Linked DNA regions of Gossypium hirsutum: region 2 is linked to region 1. Evidence: chromatin contacts called from public Hi-C data. All regions are on one chromosome and are shown on one strand. The core of a region is the stretch at or near the end of the contact, and the rest is flanking DNA. Distances in the headings are between cores, read along the strand shown. Region 1 overlaps LOC107895169 (a long non-coding RNA gene). Region 2 holds the start of LOC107893513 (protein CWC15 homolog A).

Region 1 (2,700 bases), core at 125-2,624:
AACAATATTATTGCTTTCAAACAATGCACCATCTGTATTCAACTTAACCCGCCTTTTTTCTGGTAAACTCCAATGATCAATCGAGACCTTCTGAATGCGATGTAGCTTACATGATTTTGAGTTTACAAAGCTCGTAGTCCAAGCTAAACCCATACCTACAACACCATTAATATTACTATGGCTATTATTGAAAATGAAATTATTTCGGCATTTTCATAATAGCCAACACATTATTGCAAACAAAGTCGACCAATTTTCCTCCTTCACCGTCAACTCCTCTTGAGATAACAAGTTCTTGGTTAACCACATATTACTGACTGAATTAGAAATTATCGTCTTCCAAACGACTTTTGAGAACTCACAATCTCATATGGCATGTAGGCTAGTCTCAATGGGAAATCCACAACAAACACAATAGTCTTCAATAGGCATATGTTGTTGAGCTCGCTTCTCATTAATCAGAATCCTATCTTGCCACAACAAGCATAGAAATACACGAACTCTTTGTAGAGCCTTACACTTCCAAATAAATTTCCACTTAATAGATAGGTTAACATTACCAAAATCAGTCAAATTCTTATATGTTTCAGTTGAAGAGAAAAGGCCACTTGTCAACCACTTCCACTAAATGCAGTCTAAATCTACATTCGTACAAGGCGGAAGCACAATTGTAATATGCTTGATCACATGGTTAGGAAAAAACGAGATAATACAAGCCCAATCCCATTTACCTGAAACATCCGTCATATCGCAGGCTCTCAATGTTTCATCCAGTACACCAGGTCCCTGAAACAGATCCTTAGGAAGACCAATGTGCCTAAGCCATGTATCATTCAAAAAATTTACCACTTGGCCATCATCTATCAATTAGAAAGTATTAGTAATGGTTTCTGGCCAAATTTTCATAATTGATCTCCAAATGAATGAACAACCACTTACCAAATTGTTTGTAGTAATATCCCTTGAACATTATACTTGTTTCTTAAGACGTGCACCCACAATTTTCTCAAATTAGCAACAATGTCAAATCTCAATTTTAGTAGGGAGGCTTTATTCTGATTCACTAAGTTTTTGATTCCAAGTCCACCAATGTCCAATGGCTTACAACAATCTGACCAATTCAGCTAAGAAGGTTTCTTTATCTCCGCATCAGATCCCCAAATAAATTCTCTTGCTATTTTCTTAATTTTCAAACAAACCGATATAGGAAGCCAAACAAAACTCATAAAATAACTTGGTATAGCTAAAAACACTAATTTGACCAAAATGATTCTTCCTACCATCGAAATGTTTCTTACCTCCTAGCCACTGAACTTACTACGAAACTTATCAACTACAAAACTAAAGGTACCCTTTGTGACTCTTTGATTGAAAATAGGCATGCCGAGATATTTCCCTAAATCATCTACCCTTGAAACTCCAATATCCTCACATATTACGCTAGTGATTTCCCCGAGGTGTTTATGGAAAGAAAACCTACGTTTTATTTCTGTTAACCATTTGATCAGAAAACCCACGAAACGTATTGATAACAACATTAACATGTGCAGCCTCAACTCTATCCGCTTTACAGAATAAGATTAAATCATCAGCAAAGAAGAGATGTGAAAGCTTCGATCTTTGTGTTGAGAAAGGTAAAGGGTTCACTTCTTTGTCTTAATCGCATTCTTAACTAGATGACCAATTCGTTCCATACACAATACAAATAAATACAGTGATAGGGGATCCCCTTGTCGTAGTCCTCGCGTGGGATAGAATTGTTCTAAAACTGACCCATTCCAAAGAATCTGCATAGATGATGAAGTTACATAATTCATAATTACTCGTACAAGAACAAATGGAAAACCTGCATTAATCATGGTATTTTCCAAAATGTCCCAACGAATTCTATCATACACTTTCTCCAAATTAAGCTTCAGAGCCATTCAACGACTTTTCACTTTCCTGGTCTTCATAGTATAGGATCGCCTCCTATGCAATGATAATTTTGTCAGAAATGCTTCTCCCTCTAATGAAACTTGTCTGATTTGGACTGACAATGTTAGCCATGATCGGTCTAAGTCAGTTTACAATAGTCTTGGTTATAATTTATACAACACGGTACATAAACTAATTAGACGAAACTGGGATATATACTGAGGACCTTGAATTTTTAGTATCAACACAAGCAAAGTCTTATTAAGATTAGGATAAAAACAATGCCCCCTAAATACTTTCTGAATTAGAGCACACACAGATTCACCAATCATTTTCCATTAGGACTAGTAAAAGTTCACATGAAACTCACCTATTCCGGGTGCCTTCGGAGGTGCCATACTAGAAGCCGCCTTATAAATTTTTTCACTTGTAGCTTCCATTGACAGAAGATCACGATCATTCAGTGAAAGTAAAAGAAACATGCCGTGACATGAAAAGGTTCCCGCAACCCTAAGCCTAGCCGTATAAAGTTCCTGAAAGTAACCCACTGCATGCTGTTTTAACTTATCATCATCAAAACACCAAACTCCATTGCCAATTATTAACCCTTCAATTTCGTTAGACTTCCTTCTAGTTCTCGCGCGATTGGGGAAATATTTAGTATTTCTATCACCATTTGTCAGCCAAACAAATTGGGACTTCTGAAACCATAAAAGCTTTTCATGTCATCAATTTCTTTTAGAATTTCAGCTTCTTGTGAGATCAAATGTGGTGAAAATCAAA
Region 2 (2,700 bases), core at 164-2,663, 110 kb before region 1:
TGAGAGCACATTAAGTTGAAAGAAGATACTCAAGGTGGTAATTTACCTTCTAAAAGAAGATGGTTTCCCTTCCTATGATCTCTGTCATCTACAAAAAAAATATACTCACATATTAAGAACCAAAACATAGGAAATTTAAGATGAAGATAATTCATGCAACATACAAAAAACAGTTGCTAAAATGTTTTTCTCTTTACCATTATAGGACTTGTCCCTCGATGAGAAATGCCTCCGTTCACGCTCTTCAAGCTCATTGCGGAGGTTTCTCTTCTGCAACTCATCCTGGGTGTCCTGCCCATCCTTTCTGCATTTCACATGTGCAAAACAAACCCATAAATAAGCTCATGTATAATACAAGTAGCGTTACAATACATTTCTAAATGCCTAGAAGTATGGTTTTGGTTAAGGAAACTCTCTAAAATAAACCTTTACTTCAACAACATAAAGGAGAACGAGAAGCAAACCAGAATATCTAACCATATTCAATGAACAAACACAATTTATTTTCAGTCCATATAAATATGTATCTCAATAGCAAAGCTCACAATATTACTGTCACATGTTTTGATACCTTTCTTTTTCCCTCTTTTTGGCCGTTGATACCCTAATACTTAGACATATGAAAACAAATATATGCATTATAAAGATGTTACAAACGACTCACCTAGGCTTTAGAGTAGTATGAGCAGCAAGGTCCCTCGACGAATACTTCTGAGATGGGCCGAAAATGCGAGTGCCACCCTGTTCATTCCCACCTTTGGCAGGTTGCCATGTCGGTCTAGCAGCAGTTGTCATGTTTTCTTCAAAATATTATCAGCAAATAACCTAAACCTGCCATCACAGATTCTTATAACAATCAAAACAAAATAATCGGAAAAAAAACATGATCTTCTGGGTATCAAAGAAAGAGGCTAAAAGTTCCAAAATTTACAATTAGGAATACGAAAGAAGAGTCAAATACTTGAAGAATTGGTTGCATTTAAAAATCAAAACTTAATCGTATGAAAAACGAAAAAGCGCAAAAGCCCTAACTCATTGGACAATCGATGCATACCCAAAAACGAGAAAACAAACGTTTAATTCAAAGAACCGACTTTCTTTGTTTTCAACTCTGGTTTTCTCAGCAAACAAACAGAAAAAATAACGAGAAAAAAAATCCAACAATCAAATCAAACCCTAAAACACAAAATTAATTAAAATCAAAGGAAGACTCAGAGTTTTTACCTTTGTCTGATTCCTCAACAAATTGGATTGGACGAGAAAAATCGAGACACCCAAATAAAGGATGAAAGGAAAACCTGACCTTCGGAATAGTAATATAAATAATGCAATGGTAGTCGGTTTTCTGATCTGGGTCAGAAAGTTATCGTTTCCTAAACCGGTTGTTTGACCCGGGTCTAAAATTTGAAGACCAGGCCAATCGTACCTCTTTAATTCATGGATTAAAGCCTTGTTCGGGCCTTCAACATATATTTAAGCCCAATTATTTTTAACATCTATACTAATTATAATATTCTTATGGGTTAAATATAAAATTGGTACTCAAATTTGTCCATTTTTTTCAGATTGGTACCCGAACTTTTTCTCGTTAACTAGTTTGGTATTTTTTTAACCTCGTTAAGTTTGGGGTAGGTTGCATAATAGAATTATGACACGTGGCATAATGATAATCTAAAAATATATTAAAAAGCAATAAAAATATTTTTAAAAATTATTTCCATTTTCTTTTTATTTTTTCTTATTTCCTTTTTTTTCGTTAAGTTCAATCATTTTTTGGGCCTTGGTCTCGATTTTGGGCTCTCGGGCCCAATTTATGATTTAGGGTCAATTTTCAAATTCAATTACCCATTGGGCCAATTGTCTAACTTAAAAATTAACTTTCAAAAATATCATATTAATTTTAATTAATTTGATTAAGTTAATTTTACTTGATCAAAATAAATTTTTCCAAAAATCACTTTGATTTTCCAAATTAATTTTTCAAGAAAATTCTTTAATTAAATTATCTAGTTAAACAATTCTTATGACCGCCTAATTTAATTCCCTATCGAATAAATTGACTCAATTAAATTATTCCCAAAGTCGTAAAATTTTCTTCTGATTCAAATACAGTCCGATCAAGCTTTTGTTGAGCTAGCGGAGGCACCAATCAAACATATACAATTAGGCTTTAGTGTTTGCAATTATATACAGAAGCTTCGTTCCGATAATTCGCAATTACTTAATCATGAAGTTAGTCAACAAGAAGTAACATGATTGAAAACTCCTTATTGTATACTCTTTATGAAAGTAATTCATCTAACTACTTTGTCCAATGACCTCGTCATGTGTGTGTCACCCTCATATGATATCCTTAATTCCTTTGAGTTAAGTCCGTTCACTCAATACAATCATATTTTATCTCATTGTCACCATTGTGTCTTCTTAATGATTAATATGATCATTGTCAACAAATGACTGTGATAAATTGCTTGAGAATAAGCAACCCATGGCTACATTCCTTATTTATCAGTCTATATAATGCCAATGAGAGGATATTATTAACTCTTTAATTGAGCTATGAATTCCATTGTTGCTAGAAAAGCCATGCCATACACAAGTCATGTACCCAACATACCAGCTATGGGCTCAATAATCTTTAGAGCATAAGCATCCACTTATATTAAAGCACATGAGTTGCATACGCATGGCTAGTAACTA

What was found. A called contact is a pair of places that touch in the nucleus more often than the background predicts.
Region 2: a contact with region 1 is called in a Hi-C map of leaf, with 2.6 times the contacts expected there. The contact joins the promoter of LOC107893513 here to the enhancer-like site in region 1. A contact is called at or near these places in 7 of 34 Hi-C or Micro-C datasets (anther, callus, fibers and 3 more).

Annotation. Positions count from the first base shown.
Region 1 is chrA13:91,764,000-91,766,699 of Gossypium_hirsutum_v2.1, reverse strand. It overlaps LOC107895169 (a long non-coding RNA gene), which reads right to left. Exons shown (of 2, transcript XR_001683434.2): 1 at 2,288-2,700; 2 at 1,758-2,032. Among protein-coding and RNA genes, the nearest start is that of LOC107895169, 4.0 kb to the right of the region's middle. Within about 2 kb of position 1,374, at least 2 of the 9 cell types and tissues checked have an H3K27ac peak or open chromatin away from gene starts, as enhancers often do.
Region 2 is chrA13:91,870,833-91,873,532 of Gossypium_hirsutum_v2.1, reverse strand. It overlaps LOC107893513 (protein CWC15 homolog A), which reads right to left and starts at 1,413. Exons shown (of 8, transcript XM_016818531.2): 1 at 1,225-1,413; 2 at 665-831; 3 at 198-304; 4 at 47-88. The coding sequence starts at 795.